4 separate regions of the Mus musculus genome follow, and all the other regions are linked to region 3. The links are chromatin contacts, called in public ChIA-PET and HiChIP or PLAC-seq maps. All regions are on one chromosome and are shown on one strand. Each heading gives the region's core, a stretch centred on a gene start, on an enhancer-like site or on the middle of the called end of the contact. The rest is flanking DNA. Distances are from core to core; before and after follow the strand shown. Region 1 holds the start of Il20ra (interleukin 20 receptor, alpha). Region 2 overlaps Map3k5 (mitogen-activated protein kinase kinase kinase 5). Region 3 holds the start of Slc35d3 (solute carrier family 35, member D3). Region 4 overlaps Map3k5 (mitogen-activated protein kinase kinase kinase 5).

Evidence for each region. ChIA-PET counts read pairs in DNA pulled down with a chosen protein or histone mark. HiChIP or PLAC-seq counts read pairs in DNA pulled down with a chosen protein or histone mark.
Region 1: an H3K4me3 HiChIP or PLAC-seq map of embryonic stem cells shows a contact between it and region 3, with 8 times the contacts expected there. The contact joins the promoter of Il20ra here to the promoter of Slc35d3 in region 3. A contact is called at or near these places in 7 of 39 promoter capture datasets (the 3T3-L1 cell line, embryonic stem cells, hippocampal neurons and 2 more), 3 of 15 datasets of contacts at CTCF or cohesin (CD8 T cells, the NIH/3T3 cell line and large pre-B cells), 10 of 484 Hi-C or Micro-C datasets (cortical neurons, embryonic stem cells, megakaryocyte progenitors and 1 more), 18 of 115 datasets of contacts at active chromatin or transcription factors (astrocytes, bone marrow-derived macrophages, cardiomyocytes and 9 more) and 3 of 9 other capture datasets (adipose tissue, embryonic stem cells and liver).
Region 2: an HNF4G HiChIP or PLAC-seq map of pancreatic cancer cells shows a contact between it and region 3. The contact joins the enhancer-like site here to the promoter of Slc35d3 in region 3. A contact is called at or near these places in 2 of 39 promoter capture datasets (the C10 cell line and hippocampal neurons), 9 of 484 Hi-C or Micro-C datasets (Th1 cells, differentiating embryonic stem cells, embryonic stem cells and 2 more), 4 of 115 datasets of contacts at active chromatin or transcription factors (embryonic forebrain, embryonic stem cells, pancreatic cancer cells and 1 more) and 3 of 9 other capture datasets (embryonic stem cells, liver and pancreatic islet).
Region 4: an RNA polymerase II ChIA-PET map of effector CD8 T cells shows a contact between it and region 3, with 5 read pairs. The contact joins the enhancer-like site here to the promoter of Slc35d3 in region 3. A contact is called at or near these places in 6 of 115 datasets of contacts at active chromatin or transcription factors (effector CD8 T cells, embryonic stem cells, fetal liver and 2 more) and 1 of 9 other capture datasets (embryonic stem cells).

The regions. Positions count from the first base shown.
Region 1 is chr10:19,711,161-19,713,860 of GRCm38.p6, forward strand. Il20ra (interleukin 20 receptor, alpha) reads left to right here and starts at 1,427. Exons shown (of 7, transcript NM_172786.2): 1 at 1,427-1,570. The coding sequence starts at 1,474. All of the region lies in intron 1 of Gm33332 (a long non-coding RNA gene), which reads right to left.
Region 2 is chr10:20,076,038-20,078,737 of GRCm38.p6, forward strand. Map3k5 (mitogen-activated protein kinase kinase kinase 5) reads left to right here. Exons shown (of 30, transcript NM_008580.4): 12 at 445-494. Among named protein-coding and RNA genes, the nearest start is that of Map7, 94 kb to the right of the region's middle. Within about 2 kb of position 1,349, at least 104 of the 459 cell types and tissues checked have an H3K27ac peak or open chromatin away from gene starts, as enhancers often do. A contact at or near this core is called in liver and pancreatic cancer cells, where this site is marked.
Region 3 is chr10:19,850,096-19,852,829 of GRCm38.p6, forward strand. It overlaps Slc35d3 (solute carrier family 35, member D3), which reads right to left and starts at 1,364. Exons shown (of 2, transcript NM_029529.3): 1 at 489-1,364. The coding sequence starts at 927.
Region 4 is chr10:20,099,711-20,102,410 of GRCm38.p6, forward strand. It overlaps Map3k5 (mitogen-activated protein kinase kinase kinase 5), which reads left to right. Exons shown (of 30, transcript NM_008580.4): 17 at 351-487. Among named protein-coding and RNA genes, the nearest start is that of Map7, 70 kb to the right of the region's middle. Within about 2 kb of position 1,286, at least 3 of the 459 cell types and tissues checked have an H3K27ac peak or open chromatin away from gene starts, as enhancers often do. A contact at or near this core is called in effector CD8 T cells and memory CD8 T cells, where this site is marked.

The DNA.
Region 1 (2,700 bases), core at 177-2,676, 140 kb before region 3:
ACCTTGGATTGGCTACCCATGAGTACTATCAGAAAGAACACCAGAGAGGGCAGGGTCTGGCTGTCTTCCAATCTCTAGCCTAAGAGAACAGGCTGTAGACTATCTCCCAAGAAATATGTGTGTAAGTTGAAAAAGCAAGGTAGCTGTCTGCTTGAGCTAGCTCCTTTAAGGCTATGAATGAGTCATATTTAAACAGAAATGCATACATGTCCTAACATTGATATAAAAAGAATATGTTGCTATCATACTGTCTTCTTACTTTTTTCAGGGATTACATATGAATCAGTAAGAGCCCAGTTTGTGCAGGAAAGGAAAGAAACATGACAGTTAACAGGCAGATGTCAGAGAACCGATCACTGAGAAAAGAAGTCGAAGTTTGAAACTAGTAGCTACTGATTGCAGTTTCCACTCCTAAGGCTGGAGAAACAAAAGGAAGACATGACTACACAGAAGATAAAGGAATTTCACTAAATGGAGATTTGGACCCATGAGAATTGGGTCCAGCCAGCGAGGCAAATTCTTCGTGTATCTGAAGAAGCTGGAAACTAGGACAGCTAACAGGTCCTGTCCCTCCTCCTCCAGGGCCCCCTACCGGTGTGAACTAGAAGCACAACTGAATAGCAGGGTCTGCTTTAACCCTCCAGAAGCCTTCAAATCCAATCCAAGACTCTTAGGACTCTTTGAGCCGGAAAAAAAACAGGAGTGAAAACAGGAGTGTAAGGCATTCTAAAAACGGCTGCATCTCTGACTGCCTCCACCACAAAAGGGGTTCTTTGTTCGTCTGTTTTGTTTTCTTTTAGTTATTGAGACTCTTCTAGATGTCTGTTGATTCAATTTTAGGGCTATTTCTCTTTATTTGTGCATTTGCAACAGGAGTCTATGGAGGAAAGAGAGAGTCTGCCTGAAGTACATGGTTAATTTGTTTCTTTTCGCATTGTGTTTAATGTTTACAGCTACCTAGAAAGGAGGAGCCCTGAGGTCTGCTTGCACATCTCTGTCACAGTGTTCCCTGGCTTTTCCTTTCTTTCTCTTAGCTGGGGGATGGCCCTCTCCCATTTGGGAGACTTCTATTGTGTTTTGAGGTTGCATCTGCTCTTCTGTAAAATGCAAAGATACCTGACTTCGGGGTGTGGGGAGGAAATCTCGACTAGGGTAAGCAGCATGCCTAACAGTAAGTTGAGAAATATGTACCTATTTCACCCTTCCAGCTTCTTCCGGGATGAAACCTGACATTTCAAGTGAATGATAAGACTCTGCTGTACTGAGTCAGAGCTCATCGGCTTCTCCATCACCCCCTGAAGCCTGTGTGGACTCAGAACTGAAACCCAGACAGCCACCCTCGCGTGGACTCCCTGCAGGGGGAGCTGGTTGTGCACAGCAGACTCTGGGCTCCATCGCCCGGGTCTCGCTGTTGCAGAGGAGCCCCGGGGAGGCCACGCCGCGTTCCCGAGATGTGACCCGAACTGACAGCCCATGCACACTCCCGGGACCCCGGCGCCGGGCCACCCGGACCCGCCGCCACTGTTGCTGCTCACGCTGCTTCTGCTGCTGGCCGCTTCGGGACGCGCAGGTAGGAGAGTCGCTCCTCTCGGCAAGGGCTACCTGGCAGGAGCCTGAAAGGGTCCACGCCGGGCTCCAGCTTGCTGAATCCGAGCTGGGGTTGGGGGGTACAGGGGTGGTAGTAGCCCTCCTGAGTGGCCCAAAACTTGTACCTCGAAACTGGTGACAGTGATGGCAAGGGGCGGCTCGCACTAAAACCTTGGCAAGTCCAAGATTCATAGCCTGTGGGAGCTTGGATCAGAGTTTGGAAAAGCCAAATCAGCCCCAAAAGGGTAAGCCACATCCCGTTTTCCTGGCAATCCTGACGTGTGCGTATACGTACTTCTGAGAAATAACAAAGCATAAAACAGTAAGACATAAAGCACTAGAAGGATTTTCTCTGTTGTTTTAAAGTTTAAACCGTAACCGCTGGAATTCAGAAAGCCAAGCTGATTCACTTTTTAAAAGTTTCTTTTTCTTTCTTTTTTTTTCCTTCTTTCTGTTTTTCTGCCATATAAAAACATACTCTTTAAAAAGCAAGGTATCTCAGCAAGGTATCTCACGGTTTCAATTAAAGACAACAGCCACAAAGCTTCCCAAAATATCAATTGTAATTTTATAAAATTGATTCAAGCACCTGTGCTCCAGCCTGGAAAAACCAGCGAGTGGGGAAAAAAAGTGAGACCTCAATCAGAGAAAACATGATGCTCACTACCTTTCAGAGGCCGGAAGCATGCACGCTGGCCTTGGAGCGGTTTCTGAACCGTGTAGTCTATACAAGAAGATTATTTTCTAAGTTCTAAATTTATGCAAGTATATGGTTATATTTTAATAATCCAAGATAAGCCAAATGTGAAAAGGCTTATTCAAATATCCCTGATATGAATTCATTTTCTGTTTTTAAAGCACAGTTGAAGTTTATTATAAAAGGTCTAGACAGAGATTTAAGTATGGTCATCAAGGGGGATGAGAGACAAGCATATGTATACACACATATACACACACATATACATATACATCTATATGAATGATTACGGGAAGATCTCTGCATACAGTGAGTGCAATAGAGCTACCATACTGAACTTGCTTGGTGTTAATGTGAGAAATAAAACTTGCTCACTAACTGGGCAAAATGATATTAGAAGGCAGCAATACTCCTAA
Region 2 (2,700 bases), core at 99-2,598, 230 kb after region 3:
GCCACATGCATTTGCACGCATGTGCTTCCAAACCCTATACATGTGAACTCAAACACACAAGTGCAAGGAAGGTAGCAGGCAGCTGGCCCAAAGGAACATGAGCTTATTTGCTGGAGCCACTGAGCTACCGTAGCCTCTCAGCTACCCTGATCACCGGGTTGTTGCTTTGTTTCGTTCTGGTGTTTACTTAAAATTAAAGCACAGCAGTTACAACTAAAATTAAAGTTTAAATTTCATGACAGTAATTCTTGCAGGGTTTTTGAAAGCTGTTGTCTGGAAGTACAGGTGTTATTAAATAAACATCACCCTCGTGGGCTCAGTCAGATAATCGCCTCGTGAGGAGATATACATCAGGAAAACAACTTTGTTTTTAAAAAATAATAATATTAAATGATTTTATGATTTTTTTCCATTCATTGTTCCTCATCTTCTCCTGTGTTTCAGAAAGGTATACACGAGTGGAACTTCGGTGCTTCCTCTGTCAGGGGAGTGAGGTAAGGCTCCCTGGGCCATTTGGTGTACTTAGAAGACACGCTCCTGAGATATTCATAGCATATTTTATTAAATTAAATCATAATTTAAATTTGAAAAACATTTCAAGAACCGTTCTTTGTTATAAAGACTCAGCCTTCAGCCTCTCTCCCTGCTGCGAACGGTGCCTCACCATCATAGATCCTTGAGCTGACCCCATGCTTGTGACTCCGGGGTAAATGTGAACTGTGGCCTGGAGTCAGCATGTGGCTACAAGGGAGCCGTGTAGAGGTCTTCTCCCGCTGGCTGAGCTTTTAGTTAAGGCTGTAAGATGGCTTCCTGACCTTTGTGTTACCAGGATCTGTGGATCCAAGCTCTGCAGGACATCAACCAGGCTACACCCTGAACTCGAATTAATGATGACATACAAATAGGAAATTCATTAAATTTTCCCCCAAGGTTACTGTTGATGCAATTATGTTTGTGAGGTCACAGTGACAAGCCAGTTCAGTTCTAAAACTTTGTCATAATGCCAATGACTCAGAAAAAGAAAAAAAAAGTGCTCTCTCCTGGGGATTAGAAATAAGGTTATGGGTCAGAATCCAATGTCAGCAGTTAAGTGTTTGAAACTTTGTTGTCTAGAAGTCCGGGTCTCTAGACTCATTCAACATTCAGACCAAATTCTGTTTACTACTGTTTGTCCCCACCACCACCACCACCCCCCCCCCACCACCCCCATGGAAATGGGAGACAACAAACAGACTTCTGCAGGCGGGTTGTGCAATATCCTGTTGCTTTTGCAAGGACTGTAGTTGGTTTTGTTAGAGCATGAACTGGTAGAGTAGTGAGTCACAGATAATTTTAGTTTCCCCGGTAGAGCTACCTGTTACCTCATGAGTGATTGAATAGAAGCAAGCGAGATGAAGCGGCTGACTCATGTCTTTCCAATCAATACCTTCTCAAAGCTCTAAAAGCTTAATATTCAACTGCTAAAGCACTCGTCAGCAAGGTGCTCCTGACTTACTGCTGCCTTCTTCAACAGTCCTTCCACTATAGTTGCTCTGCATTTCCATTCCACCTCAACAGAGCTGTTTTACAATGAATTAGCCCTTGTTAATTAGGCCTGGCAGCCCATCCTTACCGTTCTCGTGACTCACGGCGTGTACATAGCATACCTCCTGCCATCTGGTGATTGCTGGTTCTGCTTTGTAACTTCAAAGACTGTCACCTTTACCTGGCTTCCTCCTCTATAAAGAAAGAGTGACAAACCGAGGAACAACCCAACCAGCTCTACAGTTTGCCTGGCATCACCCATGTACCCAGCTCAAGTCAGTGGCATTTATTGAGCACCACCTGTGTACCATATTGAGTCCTATTCTGCTAGAGATTTATAGGTGGCGAAGCTAGCAAGTCCTCTTGAATAATTTGCAGTCAGATGGGAAGGGGAACAACCAGTGATGGTGTGGTGTGAGGTGAGCAATGGCTTACTAGAAATGCATTTAGAGCCGAGAGCACAAAGCCTTTCTTCCTGGAGTAGAGATAGGGTAGCTAGGGTAGGGGAGGGCTCACCTGGCCTGAGATGATGATGACAGTCTTTTTTTAAATCTTGGAAAATAATAAAGTCTAGCCATGGTGACACACACCTGTAATCCTTGTACTCGGGAGGCCGGATCAAGAAAAACCTGAGTTCAGGGTCAGCCTGTGCTTTGTAGTGAGTGTGGGCTCACCCTAAGGCACACAGGAAGGCCATTTCTCAAAAACCAAATGAAGCTGCGTGTCCCCAAATGAAGAAAACCAAAGGTGACTGAATAAGGCTTGATAAGTTACGTTCATGGGCCAAATAGGGACCTTTGCTTGTTTTATCAATAAAGTTTTGTTAGACAACAGCCATGATCTCATTTGTAGCTAAGGCTTCCATGCTCCAATAGCAGAACTGAATGGTTTGGCCTGTAAAACCTAAAATATTTAACTATCAGGCCCATTACAGAAAACATTAGCCAACTTTTGGCATAAACCACCTAGCTTACCAAACTCCAAAGTCTTCATGTTGTTCTGCAGTAAAGCACTTGTTGTGTCCAGTTCAAGCTGGTCCACATTGCTTTGCTCCTTTAAAATCTCTATGGCTGGGCTGGAGAGATGGCTCAGTGGTTAAGAGCACCGACTGTTCTTCCGAAGGTCCTGAGTTCAAATCCCAGCAACCACATGGTGGCTCACAACCACCCATAATGA
Region 3 (2,734 bases), core at 114-2,613:
TCCTCCCCGCCCCTCCTGCCCTTGAGCCCCGGGGCGGTTCCTTTTGCCTAGGGCCCGGGTACTGAGCCCAGGTTGCTCAGGCTTCACTCCCGTCTCTCCAGCTCCCCAACCCCGCGTGATCCGAGGAAGTTCCCGGCCCCCTTCCTTCCGGCTCAGTGCAGGGCTGGACTCCAGTTCTCTGCGCTGGCGACTCTCCATCCCTCCTGAGGAAGGGGCTGAACAAGAAAGACCCGGGTGGGGGAGGAAAGGGGTGGGGGTGGGGTGGCGGAAGCCTGGACACCTGGGGGGCAGGGCTGATGGAGGAGGCTTGAAGGCTGAGAGAGGCTGCGCTGGGTCTCAGAAGAAAAGTCCCTTTTGTGATCCCAAGGACCACTCAAAGCTCCCTGCCTCAGTATCCCCATCTGGCAGTGAGGGCGTTGCACCGAGTGGTCCCAGCGGTCTCTACCGGGTGGGTTGGGTGGACCAGGGTTGACGCGGGTCCCGCTCACCTGCCAGGGCGGCGCCGCAGGTGGTGATGAGCACGGCCGCTAGCACTCCGGGCGAGGGCGCGCCGTTCTTGAGCACCAGCACACCGATGAGCATGGTGACTAGGGGCAGGCAGCGCTTGAAGACTACGTACATGGGCAGGCTGAGGCCGCGCAGCGACCAGAGAGTGAGACTGGACTGCAGCGTGGAGAGCACGGCAACCCCAGCGAAGGAGCGAGCTAGGCTCAGGCCGAAGGGGGGCACGGCAATGAGCCCCAGGCGCCGCAGCAGCTCCAGGCTCAGCGCGGCGGTGGAGCTGGTCAGGCACTGCACCAGGGTCAGGAAGGAGAACTGGTAGCGGCTGATGAGGAACTTGAGCAGGATGTTGAGGGAGCCAGAAAAGACCCCGTGCGCGATCGCCACCGAGATGCCCAGCACGCGGCCCCGGCACAGCTGCCGCATCGCGCCGGCCCCGCCGTACCCCGCCGTGGCGGAGCTCGAGACTCGCAGGAGGTCGGCGGGGAGGCGCAGAGCGAGGGCAGCGGGGGCGCGGGCCGGGCGGCGGGACGAAGCGAAGGGCAGGGAGTGCGGGCTGGGCTGCGGAGGGCAGCTCCAGCCGGGCGTCCTCCCGGCTCAGCAGCTCCGCGTGCGACTGCCCCGCAGATGCCGGGAGGCGGGGGCGGGGGACTCCGAAAAGTGGCAGGGGTGGGGGACGGGTGTGAGAGGAGTGGCGGGAATCCTAGAGACCGCGACTTGGAAGTAGGTGAGGATCCCTGATGAGCTGTGTCCCGTGTGGTTCCTGGGTCAGAAGGATGCTCTGCGGAGTGCGGACTGGACCTGCTGAGGCGGCTGCCGCGGGGCGGGTGGAGCCTGCTTCCCTGGGGCATCCAGCGCCCACCGGGGTCGGCTCTCCGGGCGCGGCACCTCCTCCCTTCCCACAGTGGCAGAGCAGCGGGGTGCGTGCTGGGGGATCCCCTGCACAGCTAAAGACGGTATTAGAAACAACGCTCCAGCACTGAGCACCGTTCATTGGTCGCAACAAGTGACGGCGCCCCCAGCCCGGTGGCCCGCGAGTTGCAGCGGATTTTCCACCCACGGTCTCTCTCAGCGCTGCACGGGAAATGAGACACGTCGGTGCTGGAGGGCGGCGGGCCCCCTGACATTAGATCCCAGGGCCTTAAAAGAACCAGCTGCTGGGGAGTGCTTTGGAGCCCCGAAGTTGGCCTTTTCTGGTGCCAGGCTGTGAGCTTGGGTTCTGCGCCCCTCCCAGAAAAGGTCCTGAGATCCTGCGTGGCGCTGCAGGAGCTTTCCTTATGGAGAATGGCGTCTGGGCATCGGGTCGTGGGAATGGAGGGACACACTTAATTTAGGCAAAGATATAAAATAGGCAAAAGCAGACACTAACCGAGGGCAAGCTGATAGTACTAGCAGTGAAGGAGCGTGAGGGGAAGGAGCCCAGAGGCCAGGTAGAGATAGATGGACTGCTGAAATGACGAAAGGGAGAAAGCAGAGGGTGTGTGACGCAAGGATGAACCATAGACACTCCACCCTGTCCAGGTGTTCCGGAGAACGGTTTTTGAATTCCAGGGAACCGGCTTCAGATAGTAGGATTGTGTGGGTACCACTTTCCCTCGCCAGAGAGCACTCCTCTGCCCCATTGTGAAAAGTGCGCATGTGTTCCTCCCTACTTTACCTTTTGTGACTACCCCCACCCCCACTCGCTCCAGGTCCTTCCACCCCCACCCCAGTGAGGCTTTGATCTGAATTCACTTGCAGGCAAGTTACGTTCTGACCCTCAGAAAACTCAGCAGCGCAGAGCCACTAGCTTGGCTTCTGTAATTGCCAGCTACAGTCGTTTTTTTTTTTTTTTTTTTTTTTTTCCCATGCTATTTAAAATTTATAGTGATGTCCAAGCTTCCGCTGAGAAGCTAAGGATTTGAGGTCTCTGGTCTCTGTGTCACGTCCCTTTCAGTCACTGGGGTCTCATCTCTTAACGACTGGAATTTCAAACCTTTAAACACCACATCTCCTTGCCTGGGCACATGGGTACATTTCCTCGAAATCTTTTATCTTTATGGTTTTCCACTTCTATGATGCACCCAACCGTGGGGTACAGATGTAGAAACGGATTATAAGCTCAGCAGGAGGAAGAAATTGGAACAGGAATTAGAACCAGGTTCACTGCAGTTTCTCATGTGGGCCAGCTTTTGTATTGTGGGTGCTCTCGTGAGAAAGCACACCATCTCAGCCATAGGCAGGCTTAGGCTAG
Region 4 (2,700 bases), core at 36-2,535, 250 kb after region 3:
GAGTCCAGATCTTGATTTGTCTGTGTTGAGACAATGGTCAGATGGGTGACATGAACTTGACGCTACTCAGCAGGCAGTACAGACATTTTGAAACCGGTCTAGTTTCAGTCACTGTGGCATGGATTGAATGAAGCTAGCAACTGAGTATCCTATTACTGGCTGCCTTCAGAATAGGGATATTTTCATACATGTTCCTATGTTTCATACATGTTCCTATTTGAACCCAGGCAACCAGCAGAGTCTGGCCTACTGTGAAGAGCCAGTGCATTCTGGCTTCATTTAGTGTCACGCTATGTATTTGCTTTAAAGAGCTTGAATGAGTTTTGCTCACTGTTTCTCTTATCTTATAGGAAGCCTCTCTGCTCTCCTTCGTTCAAAATGGGGCCCATTAAAGGACAACGAACAGACGATTGGCTTCTATACGAAGCAGATACTGGAAGGATTAAAATACCTTCACGACAATCAGATAGTCCACCGGGATATAAAGGTAGGGTGCCCCATGCCTCAGCCTCCTGCGGTTCTTTCTGGGTACTACTATATCCGAAAATGTCATGTTGTGTTCTGAGTGTTCATTGTGAGTGGGGAGTAAGGAAATGGGAGCGGGTAACAGAGCTGCCAGTTCTTGTCCCCTGCGCACAGTTATGTTCATGCCATCGTCTTCCGTATGGTATAGCTTCCTTACGCACTGAAGCAGTAGACTTTGCTGCCATTCTGTGGGGTTTTCTAGGAGCTCTGTAGGGTGGACTTTAGTACTCCCATGTTGAACAGGACATGGCCTCTTCCTGAGGATCTGCCATGCCTATTAATCCTTATATAAAGTACTAAAATAAAAACATCGGCTTCTCTTGAAAAACTGAATGTTCAAAAGTAATAAACCTTAGCTTTTTGAAATTAAAATATAATTACATCATTTCCCTCCTATTTCCCCTTCTCTCTCTCTAACCCTTCCTCTACATCCCCTTGCTTTCTTTCAAGTTCATGGCCTCCATTTCTCTAATTGTTGAGATATATATTCCTAAATGTGTAAATACAATCTGCTCAGTCTATAAAGTGTTTCTTGATTTCAGGGCTGACCTCTTGGGATTGGATAACCAATCTGGGGGCTCCTCCCTGGGGAAGAGTTCTATTTCTCCTGCTCTCAGCATTGCTTATTTGCCTGTAGTTCTTTGTCTAGAGTGGATGTCCCATGAGATTTTTGACTTCCATGTTAGTGTGTCTGTTGGTGTCATCTTTGTCTAGGTCTTGTTTAAGCAGCCACGTTGATGAGACTTCCTGGGTGTAGCCTCTCTCACCTTTCTAGGAGAGGAAACCTCACAGCAAACTTTCTGTTACTTTCTGGATCTTACAATCTTTCTGTCTTCTCTTCTGCCATGACTCTCAAGCCTTTGGTGAAGGAGCTGTGTTGTAGGTGTATGGTTGGTCCAGGGTGACAGACAATACTGTCACTTCTCTGCATTTTGATCAATTACAGATTTCTTTATTGGTCTGTCTATTGCAAAGAGAAGTTGCTTTGATGAGAAATGAGAACTATACTTTTCTGTGGTCATAAGCATAAATGTTTTCAGAATGGAGTTAGGGGTCATGGCGCTTTAGTAGAGTGGTAGATAGTGGATCTCCTCCAAGGTTCATGACTTTATAGTCCCTTGCAATTGGCTGGGTTTCTAGTGCTAAGCTTGATTTCCCTCTTGTTGAGTGAACCTTAAGTCCAGTTAAGAACTCTTGGTTACCAGTAAATATGCTTACCACTATGCTCTTAGGGATACTGTGCGGTGCTAGTTTTGGTTCATAGGCATCATAGCTGGGTACTTCCTTTCTTTGGAAGCTTGCATGGCATCTTCTGCTACAACGAAGGCTCGGCCTCATGGAGGAAGCTCTAAAATCAGAGCCAGCTTGGATCCCTCATGTCTGTGTCCAAAGTATATGGTATGTTCAGCAACAGAGACTTCCGTTCAGCCTCTGGGAAGCATCCAAGGCAGTGACAATAGCCAGGTATAGGGAGTCTCTTCGACAACTCTAACCCACAGCTCAAAAGGCTACGTCTCATGCCTGGTGCTGGGGCTTTTGTTACTAGTGTATGGCTTCTGGGGAGAGCATTGTCAGCCCAGATGGGAAATTTCATATATATAGTATGTGTGCATATGTGTATATATGTATAGGCTTGCATGTCTTATATGTAATTCTGATAGATAATAACTGATTCCTTATGACTTTTTCTTACTCTTATTTTACCCTCTTCTCTCCTGCTTTATTAACTTCCCTCCACCTCCCTAATTACCAGGACAGCCAGAGGTACACAGAGAAACCCTGTTGCAAAAAAAAAAAAAAAAAAAAAAAAAAAAAAGTGCCCCTGCTTTTCCCTCTACAAGTCAGTTGCACCCAGATATTTACCTATATTGATTCCCACCATGCTCCATGGTTCCTTTTACCTTCTGGTTTCTGTGGTTAGTCTAGTTTATTTGCTCACATCTGAAGACTTGGAGCTAGGGACCACAGATGAGAAAGAACATGGGGCATTTGTCTTTCTGGGTTTGGGACATCTCACTCAACATGATCTTTTCTAGTTCTGTCCACCTGCCTGAAAAGTTTATGATTTCATTTTTCTTTACAGCTGAGCAGTCCCCCATGATGTATATGGTCCATGATTTCATTATCCGCGAGTCATTTGACAGATATGTAGGTTGTTTCATTTCCCAGCTATTG